Linked DNA regions of Sus scrofa: all the other regions are linked to region 2. The links are chromatin contacts, called in public HiChIP or PLAC-seq maps. All regions are on one chromosome and are shown on one strand. Each heading gives the region's core, a stretch centred on a gene start, on an enhancer-like site or on the middle of the called end of the contact. The rest is flanking DNA. Distances are from core to core; before and after follow the strand shown. Region 1 has its middle 33 kb from the start of ARID5B. Region 2 overlaps ARID5B (AT-rich interactive domain-containing protein 5B). Region 3 has its middle 68 kb from the start of ARID5B.

Evidence for each region. HiChIP or PLAC-seq counts read pairs in DNA pulled down with a chosen protein or histone mark.
Region 1: a contact with region 2 is called in an H3K27ac HiChIP or PLAC-seq map of alveolar macrophages. The contact joins two enhancer-like sites. A contact is called at or near these places in 1 of 47 Hi-C or Micro-C datasets (liver) and 1 of 2 datasets of contacts at active chromatin or transcription factors (alveolar macrophages).
Region 3: an H3K27ac HiChIP or PLAC-seq map of alveolar macrophages shows a contact between it and region 2. The contact joins two enhancer-like sites. A contact is called at or near these places in 1 of 47 Hi-C or Micro-C datasets (embryonic fibroblasts) and 2 of 2 datasets of contacts at active chromatin or transcription factors (alveolar macrophages and skeletal muscle).

The regions. Positions count from the first base shown.
Region 1 is chr14:65,373,666-65,377,167 of Sscrofa11.1, forward strand. No RefSeq gene overlaps it. Among named protein-coding and RNA genes, the nearest start is that of ARID5B, 33 kb to the right of the region's middle. Within about 2 kb of position 1,571, at least 5 of the 83 cell types and tissues checked have an H3K27ac peak or open chromatin away from gene starts, as enhancers often do. A contact at or near this core is called in alveolar macrophages, where this site is marked.
Region 2 is chr14:65,538,693-65,542,171 of Sscrofa11.1, forward strand. All of the region lies in intron 4 of ARID5B (AT-rich interactive domain-containing protein 5B), which reads left to right. Among named protein-coding and RNA genes, the nearest start is that of ARID5B, 130 kb to the left of the region's middle. Within about 2 kb of position 2,224, at least 28 of the 83 cell types and tissues checked have an H3K27ac peak or open chromatin away from gene starts, as enhancers often do. A contact at or near this core is called in alveolar macrophages, where this site is marked.
Region 3 is chr14:65,339,282-65,342,914 of Sscrofa11.1, forward strand. No RefSeq gene overlaps it. Among named protein-coding and RNA genes, the nearest start is that of ARID5B, 68 kb to the right of the region's middle. Within about 2 kb of position 2,115, at least 1 of the 83 cell types and tissues checked has an H3K27ac peak or open chromatin away from gene starts, as enhancers often do. A contact at or near this core is called in alveolar macrophages, where this site is marked.

The DNA of each region.
Region 1 (3,502 bases), core at 321-2,820, 170 kb before region 2:
CTCTTATAGATAATACTATAAAAATAGTTCCTCTTTAAGAAGCATATTTCATGCAAATATCAAAAAAGCCTTTTATCTGTGTTCAAGATTTCTTGTTCTATTTCTGTCCCTTGTTTCCTTCTTTTAGCAGAAGATCAGACTTCAAGGGCCCTGGATCCAGAACTTGCTGCTGGGAGGCAGGGCCCAGGGGCAGACCATAGGTTGGTGGTTGGCTGTTTTATAAGCAGAGAAACTGAGGATCCCAGTTGAACTTCCTTCTCTGTCCTAGGCAGTGTGCCAAGTGTGGGGGCCTAGACGTGGTGGATTCAAAGGGCAAGAGAGACAGGCTTGCCGCCAGAAAGATCATGAAAACATAGTGCTGGAGTGACAGACTGGGCCAGCAGTGCAGAACAAGAGGAAAGGAAAGAGATCACATCTTTTAAGCAGTATTGCCCAAACTTCCCTCCTTCACAAACCACCTTTGGGATATTTGCCTATTCTTGTACCACCCATATATACATTTTAAAATATTTTTCTTTCGATGATTCCCTTTTTTATTTTAACTGAGCTTCATCCTAAGCAATAATATTGGTTGAGGTCACTGCTTCATGAGCTGCTATATGTATTTTCAAATTATGGACATAGCTATTAAAATGTTTAATATGTTCACATGAGTACCCCTAAAAACTAGCTCAGGTATACCACCAGTCATTGCCCCAGCAATGTTGGGAAACCCTGCTGTCATGAACTGAATGTGTTTCCCCTCCCCAGATTCGCATGCTGAAATCCTAATCCCAATGTGATGGGATACAAGGCAGAGCCTTTGGGAGATAGTCAGGTCTTAAGGGTGGAGCCCTCATGAGTGAGATTAGTGCCCTTCAAATAAGAGACACAGAACTTGCTCTGGCTCTCTGCTCTTTACTAGGTGATGACACAGTGAGAGGACAACTGGTTCTCTATGAAGCAGAAAGCAGCTGCTCACCAAACCCTGAATCTACCAGCCTGTTGATCTTGAACTTTTCAGCCTCCAGAAAGAAATTTTTGCCCAGTCTATCATATTTTTGTTATAACAGGCTGCACTGATGAAGATGCCTGAATTAAAGAGAGAGAAAAAAAACAGGAAGGGGAAGGGATGAGAAAAAGATAGTGAGGTCTTGGTATTTAAAGAAAAAGAATTTCCAAATTGTGTGTGGTGGTGGGGACTTCCCACTTGCATGTACACACCAAATAAAGGACTGAAGTCTGATATTCAAGATACCTCCTTCCCCATCTGATGGCCTCTGTCCTTCTGTCCCCAGAGCAGACCCCAAGAGACCGAAAGCCCAGACCCTGTAAATATACACTGACAGATTGCTGGTCCTGGCTAAGTCTGCCTGAGTCCGTCATGATCACTGGGTCACCTGTCCAAGTACAGATCCTATTAGTGTGGTCCAGATGATGAGTTTTCATTGGGGAAAAAATTAGTGCTCTTTGTTACATTCAGTTGCCATCAACATAGTAAATTTATTGCCCACAAAGAATATGATGAGTATCCATGCCCTAAATGTTAGACATTTTTGTTGACTCATTTCTAGTTTGCTAGTTTCTAAAAGCACCTACGAAGAGTGAAAAGAGCCAGGGTATGGAGTCAGCCCAGACACTGGCCAGATCTTGGGTAAGTTACTTAAATCTTGTGACTTTCAACTTCCATATTTGCACAACAGAGATAATGACACATAAAACTAACAATTTCCTTTTTCGTGGGGGAAGAACAAAATGCCTAGTTTACACAATAATAAAATACCTAATCCATAACTTGAAATCACACAGTAAATACATTTTTTTCTTTTTTCTTCTTCTTCTTTTTTTTTAATGGCCACACCTGTGGCATGTGAACGTTCCAGGGGCCAGGGATTGAATCCAAGCCATAGCTGTGACCTACAGTGCAGCTGCAGCAACTCCAGGTCCTTTAACCCACTGCACCAGGCCTGGGATCAAACCCATACCTCCACAGCAACCCGAGCTGCTGCAGTCAGACTCTTAACCCACTGTGCCACAGCAGAAACTCCAGTAAATATATTTTTTTAATATGAACTTTGCAGCCATTGGAAAGGACAAATTCATAGTAATGAAGACTATACAAGCAATATCAAAAAAATCTTCAGATAATTTTTAAATATTTTAAGTATTCCAGTTTTAATGTAGTCCAGTGTATTTATTCACCCTAATCTCATGTAAGAATGTTTATGCCTATTTATGTACAAAGATAGACTAAAAACGTGGAAAGATTTAAAATGTTTATGTATTAGGACTGAGAGGCAGTTTGAAATGAAGAAAATGAGCTCTTAAACTAGATTTTAATCCCAGCTAGACCACTTCCTAAATATATTACCTTAGCTAAAGTACATAGTATTTCCAAGACTCAGTTTCCTTTTCAGAAAAATGGGGATATTAATAATATCAGCCTCCTAGGTTGGTGTAGCTGGTATCCATAAATTCTGGTATTTAGTAAATTCACGGTAAAGCATACTAATATTAGGTGACAGGATGATGGTGACACTTTATTTTTTAAGAAAGGAGCCCTGTTCGCTAATGAAAACTTCTAGTAGCCAAATTAATAATATGTTCACTGCGTTTCTGTTATTCAATGTTAAAGTTGTACTGTGGGAAAGAGAGAGAAAAGAAAAACTACCACCATCACTAGGCTGCCCCTGCCCGGTCAAGGCCAGAGAGACCAAGCGGCTCCTCCCCCCACTGCGCCACCTGGCACAGGCAAACAGGACCTAATGATCCAAGTGTTTTTCTCTCACACAGAACAAATACATCTGGAATATCCCTGAGCTGGGTGTCTACCACCGCCACTTCCAATTTTCCTTCACAGCTCCATTAGAAAATTTTAAATCCTCTTCAATGTGGGCTGCTTTTATTTGTATTCAGACTAAGATAGAGTGTGTGTACCAGGGGACAACTTGACCATTAAAAAAAAAAATTTATTTGACTCCATATATTTTTTTTCAATTGGGGAAAGCTATCAAAGCAAGCGTTTTCACTAAAAAGCTTACAAATGAAGCTGATATTATCTGGCTGGGGAGAGGGCTGGGAAAAGCACTATTGCAAAAAAAAAAAGAAAGAAAGAAAGAAAAATCCTTTTGCATATCCATTTCACATTGCTGTTGTCATGTACAGGATGTATATTCAAATGTGTTTGCATATTTCTAAACGGATCATACATCAAAATTAGAGCCATATTGTTCCTTTTACAGTGAAACTGTTTATATAGGAAATATTGTACCAAACATTCCCTGCCTCCACCCCGGGTTGTGACTGATTGCAGAGTGAGATAAAAGGACTTAGGTCCACAAACAGGAGGAAAGCCTATATGCAGGCAAGAAATCAAAAGAAGGTGTGATTTTAACACAAACACTGTTATCAACCCTCCCCAAAAGATTACTAGAGTTTATGCAAATTCGGAGAAAGCAAAAAGCATATACTTACACACTGACAGTTTGAAAATTAGGGGTTGGGTTAGATAACAGTAGAATTC
Region 2 (3,479 bases), core at 974-3,473:
TTAGTTACGTGGTCTTGGGATGACAGAGCTCGCCCTGCAGAGACCCAAGAGGAGGTAGTTGGGGCTCATTGGAAAGCCATCTGCTGCCAAGGCATTGCTGCTGGTCCCCTGCAGCCAACAGAGACTGGTATCTATCATGCTGTGTGACTTCAGGCAATTCACAGAGTCTCTGGGCCTCCCTTTCCTGATGCGTGGAATAAGGGTTCAGACAAGATGGTGTCTAATGTTCCCCTTAACGCTCCTGAATGTCGTCATGCTATAAATTACTCAAACTAAGAATTCTGCCATCATCACATCTGCAGCCAACACTGGCTCCAAATCCAGTAGAAAAGTCACCAGCTACTTTCTGCACTTCCCATCTTAGAAGTGCACTTTCTTTTCCTCACATCTTGAAGCCACTTTCTGCACTTCATGTCATGAAGGAGGCCGTCTACACTAGCACTCGAATCTAGATTTTAATGTTTTAAGACACAAAGGGAATTGCTAAGCCTCTGAATATTTCTAGAATATAGGGTGGTAAGGATCAAGGGGGCCATTTCATTAGCAGTGTCGCAAGAGGCCGTCACCTAGCAGCTCCGTATTGTTTCCAGGCCCCACCCCTACCCCCACTCCCCTAGCCCTGAGGCTGTGGTTAATAATGTCAAAAGAATGTTTTAAAATTGCTCTTCTGTTGATTCCAAAGAGTCAGAGCCCTCACGTGGTTAGAGTCCTGGGCTAGGAGTCAAATTCTAAATTTAATTCCAAACTCTGTGAACGTCTTCATTCCTCACTCCCTCACCATTTCTTGATGTTTCAGTTTTCTCATCTGCAAAATAGGCATAAGATCCCCTGCGCCTCAGAAATATTTGCAAGAGGCTTTGTTGTACACAAGGATTGGCATTATATTGGGGCAGAATATCATTTTCCATTCCATAATAGGAATTAAACAAAGCCCTTTTGACTATGTACCTTGTGTAAACTCCCTGTGCTTAAATGCTGATGAATTTCAGAGGTCAGCAAACACCACCCCCTTTCTTCATTATATTTTTTAAAGCTAAACAAGGCTAACTGGGGAATTCATTTTGGAATAAAAAGACATGAAAGAAAGGGTATTTCAGCTTGCACAATAGTACAAAGAAGAACAAGAATCATCATGTTTGCAAAAGAACTCACAGCTGTTTAATTTTGTAGTAAAATTACTTTAGAAACTTTGCAAATTCAAAGACAAAAACCAAACAACTGTTGCAACACTGGACTTCCACGTGCGAGTGGAAAAGCCAAGTTAAAATTAATCTGCCCCTAAAATCATATTTACAAGTACAGAGCATTTTTTGTTAATGCTGGTTGGAGGAGCGGTTTTTATCTAAAGAGAGACACATAAAAGAGGGAAATGGGACATTTACTGGTAATAAGAAGAAAAATAGTTTATGTTCTCATGTACTTTGCCCCCAGCTTTTTCTTAAGCTGCTCAGTCTGTTTTAATACCAGGTTTGTTTGCTTTTTGGGGATGGGCCTGTTAGGCAGGAAATTGTTGAAAGGCCTACAGCAGAAATTTGATTTAAATGATGTTTTTAAAAATTAAATACCAAATTGGGTGACCGATTATTAAGTTTGGAGTTCAGATTTTTATAAAATTTTATTCTTAGAGGATATGGATAAATTCTGTACTGACACTTGGTTCTATAAATTCCAAGTTTCCATATGTTGCCTATTGTCAGAAACAAATAAACCGTTCCTTATTTTAAAAGAAAAAAAAAAGTTGTTCTCTTCCATATTAGGGAATTATTCAGACTTCTTTCTTTGGTTGCTATAATTCCAAACCAGTTGGAACATCAGTCTATTTTTAGTTATGAAGAAACTTTTAAAATGTAGGCATGACTTTTTCTAAGGTTCGAAATCTCATAAAAATCAATTTGCCACATATCTAACAGTCATGGCTGTAAATATAGTGATGTCATTGTATTCCAAGAAGACAAAGTTCTAAATTTCCGTATTACTGGCCCTACCTTCCTATCTCCCATCCTTCTCCACATAGGAGGGCTGGTAAATGTAAATTCTAAAACCTATAAAACAACATAAGGTTGTGATTTGTGACTGTTTCTGTCAAGGATGAATGTCCTTACCTGTATTTGATTAAACTCTCTTGTTAGTTTCTGGGTCTTTATGGTCTTCCCACCACATCCCAGAGATTGACCACAAGAGGGCAACCGAGAGTTTATTTTCAGCTAACAAAGCTAGAAACGGTTTTAATACCAGCCAAGTGTTTTAACTTGCTAAGGATTTATTTCCCCGCCTTCCGATTGCCACACATGCAGCCTTACTGTTCGTTTCCACGAACAGCAAATAATAATCCAAATAAAGTTCATTGGAGGGAAAATATAGACAGACTGGGGCAGACAAGCGCTTTTGCCCAAATAAGGCTCCCTTTTGTGGAGACCCCATGTGTTAGATAACCATCAACTGACAGTTGGTCATGAGTTAATAATGTTGGATGCTGAAATATGCATACCATGTGCTATAAAAGAGTTTGGAGGACAAAGACAAATACTGCTATAGTTAGATATCAGAAACATACCAGAGGTGCACAGACCGCTTCACTGGATTTAGGTCGAACCTGCCAAATAATTTCCTAAAAATTGTTGTGAGTAATATCACATTGGTAGGATGAATAATATTCACTGCACATTTTGTCAATGTTGTGGGGATTTGGGTATTAAGATCTCTGCGTGTTACTACCTTAAATGCTAGAGCAATTTTTGCCTTCTAAGAAGAGAAAATATTTCCCAAGCTTATTTCCACGGCTACCATTGCTGCTCTGTTATTTTTATAATAGGAACCCTAAAACGGGGGCAAGGGAGGGACTCCATAAAAGAATCTGGTCAGGTGTGCAGCCCTTTGATTGGCATGTTATATATGGAGAACTGTTAATGTCTAGCTATGTTTTTACGTTGCCGCTGCACAATCGAAAGGTGAGGAGGTGGAGGGAGCAGGTTCTACTTCAGCCACTGTGACAAGTTATTTGGAGGATGAAACATTGGGCCAACTGAGCAATGAGCAGCCGTGTTCTCAGAGCAATGCCTCCTGGTCTTTTTGGTGCCAAGATGGAGAAAGGAATGTGTCCCCTCTCCTGCCCCCTAGAGTTCAAACCCTTTTGTTCTGTCAACTTTTCTGGGCTTATTGGAGCTCCTGTCTTCAAAGAAAAACCTTACTTGATGATAAAACTTGGGATTTGAAGCATCTTTGTAAAGCTATGAAGGCCATGCCCTTGCCTTTGGGCCTGACTGTCTCCAACCTCTCTGCTTCCTTGCTGATGAAATCTCCAGAAAGAAAAACACATCCAGACCATGAGCTTATTCAACAGTTTGTGGCATAGAACTTCTATTTTCTAGTGAGCCAAAATCGCTTAAAATCTATGTTCTCTTATCAGTATGTAAATGGCTTACCTTATGCCCAGCCCTTGCTTGGCAGCAGGAGAGAATAATAAGTAAAATAAAAATTAG
Region 3 (3,633 bases), core at 865-3,364, 200 kb before region 2:
GGGTGGGGAGAAGCAGAGATGGCTTCATGGGTATTTGACGTGTGCTCAGGTCACTGTAAGTGATTAAAGCTCTGTTCCCTCATCTTTCATTTCTTCCTAATGATTGAACAAGGGCCTTGCACTTTCATTTTGCTCTGAATTCTAAAAATTATGTAAGCATCTCTGGGGAGAAGCATGTGTGTGTGTGTGAGTGTATGTGCCTGTGTGTGTGCACATGCATGCATGTGTGCATACCTCTGTGAGTATGTGTTCAGCCAGGGGATGGAAGTCAATGATGAGTGATGAGCTGAGAAGGAATGGTCCAATTTCAAACCTGGGAATAAACAACAAAAAGTACTATTGATTCTCCTACTTGTGGTCATTATGTTCCATCAAGTTGTTGCTAGCACCGAGTTAGTGAATACTGAACCAGTGCTCCTAAAGGAAATATAGGGTTAGTTTCCTGTGAGCCTCTGATCACATCTCCATCTATTTATCTACAACCTACTTTTATATGGTTCTGTTTAAAGACACCTTATTTAATATATATTGCTGATTCCTTAACATCAAACTCATAGTCAACAGCATCAAAACTCAAGACTGAACAAAGCTTATCTAACATAAGGCTCATAAGGCACATCACATCCTGTTTGCACTCAGAAACAGTAGTGTAGCCAGCACTTCAGCACTATGCTAGGGGCTTTTTTTTTTTAATGATTTTTATTTTTTGCATTATAGTTTACAGTGTTCTGTCAATTTTCTACTGTACAGCAAAGTGACCCAGTCATACATCTATACTTTTTCTCACATTATCCTCCATCATGCTCCATCATAAGTGACTAGATACAGTTCTCAGTGCTACACAGCAGGATCTCATTGCTTATCCATTCCAAAGGCAATAGTTTGCATCTATTAACCCCAGATTCCCAGTCCATCCCACTCCCTCCCCCTCCCCCTTGGCAACCACAAGTCTATTCTCCAAGTCCATGAGTTTATTTTCTGTGGAAAGTTCCTTTGTGCCATATATTAGATTCTAAATATAAGTGATATCCTATGGTATTTGTCTTTCTCTTTCTGACTTACTTCACTTAGTGTGAGAACCTCTAGTTCCATCCGTGTTGCTGCACATAGTATTATTTTGTTCTTTTTATGGCTGAGTAATATTCTGGTGTGTATGTATACCACATCTTCTTAATCCATTCATCTGTCTATAGACATTTAGGTTGTTTCCATGTCTTGGCTATCACAAACAGTACTACAATAGACATAAGGGTGCATGTGTCTTTTTCAAAGAAAGTTTTGTCCAGATATATGCCCGAGAGTGGGATTGCTGGGTCATATGGTAGTTTTATATTTAGTTTTCTGAGGTACCTCTATACTGTTTCCCATAGCAATTGTTCCAATTTACATTCCTACCAACAGTGTAGGAAGGTTCCCTTTTCTCCACACCCTCTCCAACATTTGTTATTAAACAATGACATCACCAACAAAAAAGCACCAAAGTGTGAAAACAAGGTGCTTACCACACTGAGAAAAGGATGCTTGTTTATAGTATGAGAAGAAACAGAAAAGCAGAGTATCACTTTGACCTCAGCTGGACACCTTCCTGTTCAGTGACAAATTATCTACCACTCTGCATGAAAGCCTGCAAAAATGCCCCAAGTATGGTTTGGATTGCAAGTAAATTTTATAGTGAGTAGGCAAATTTGCAAATTCAGAATACACAAATAAGTATCAAATGTACAGTATATTCAACTAGGGTGAGGAGCCTACCTTTCAGTTTCTGCTCCACAGACCCTCCTGCTCGCACTACTATGAAACCTCCAACAAGTTACTTATCCTTTCTGATAGCTTTCTCTTCTCCATCTACTAAATTGCTATTCAGCCTTCAAGACACATGAACCACTGCTTCCTCCCTGAGGATTTTCTAATAATTTTGATTTAAGATGAAATGTTCCTCCTACCCCCCCATCCCCCATCACCCATCTTCATGGACACCTGCCACTTGTCTGTGGCTGTGCCTCAGATGATGGCCATCTTGTTGGAGCAATGGGCAACTTTATCCTACTCTCACTGTGTTGCTTGGTTCTTCCCCTTCACCTTCTTTGGTTCCTTTGACTTCTGCTTCTTGTCCCCTTGGCCTATGACAGCTCTGTGGCTGTGTGCCAACCCCTGCTTTATGTCACAGAGGGCTCCCTTGGGTTTTGTGGCCAGAACTTAACATTAATGATGTCTTCATTGCCGTGGTGACAAATCGTTTCTTTCTCCCAAATATTCCTCATCTTTTTGCCTGTTCTTTCACTATGATGCTGATTTAATGATTCTTTATAATTCATTATGGATCTTCTATCCTTCCAATAAGTGGATCATAAAATCTGTCAGGACAGAGATTACATTTTATTCACCTTTAAATCCACAACAGTGCTCAGACCAGTTTTTCTTAATGCAGGTGATGATAGGAATTCATTAACTTGAAATGGGAATAAGAAGTCTGGCCTTCCCTATCATCACTATTTTTTTATTGTGGTAAAATGCAAATAGCATAAAGTGTATCATTAGTGATGTTTAGTACATTTACAGTGTTGTGCAACCATCGCAATATTTCATCACTCAAAAAAGAAACCTTATACCTACTAAATAGTCACTCCCCATTCTCCCCTTCCCTTAGGCCCTGGCAAGCACTTAACTGTTTCTGCCTCCATGGGTTTTCCTAATATTTCATATAAATAGAATCATATAATATGTAGCCTTGGTATCTGGCTTCTTTCACTTAACATGGTGCTTTGGAGTTCATCCATGTTATAGCATATATGAATTCTTCATTCCTTTTTTTTTAATTAAAGTATAGTTGATTTATAATGTGCCTATTTCTGCTGTATAACAAACCAACCCAGTCATACATACATACACACACATATTCTTTTTCTTGTATTATCTTCCATCATGTTCTATCCTAAGAAATTAGATATACTTCCCTGTGTTGCATAGTAGGATCTCATTGGTTATCCATTCTAAATGTAATAATTTGCTTCTACTAATTCTATACTCCCAGCCCAGCCCACTCTCTCCCCCTCCCCCTTGTCTGCATCCTTTTTATGGCTGTGTAATATCCCATTATGTGACTATACTACATTTTGCTTATTTCATTCATGAGTTGATGGGGATTTGGATTGATTTCTACATTTTGGCTTTTCCAAATAGTATGCCATGATACTTCAATAATATGATTCACTATAGAAATATTGGCGATAATTAATATTTTTGTTACCTAGATGGATTGCCTGTTTCCTCATCCCCACCCCAATCCCCACTAGACTGTAAGGTCCTGAGGGCAAGGACTTTGTCTTGTTCCCTGTGGGTTCCCCAGAGCCTTGGCTAATTCTGGCATGGAGTACATGCTCAATAAATCTGCTGAGTGGTGAATGATTTCCACTTAGAGGATCACTGCCCAATCACAGATGAGATGTAGTAAAAAACTTTCTCATAAAATCACAGAATATTAGATCTAAGATGGTCATTTAATATTCTTGGCACCATTCCTTTTTAGCCACATGACCTTGAGCAAGTTTCTTAAAGTACCTGTTAATCAGATTCCTTACCTATGAAATAGGGGCATAACATGACCTAACTCATAAAGCTGTTTTGATGATTAAA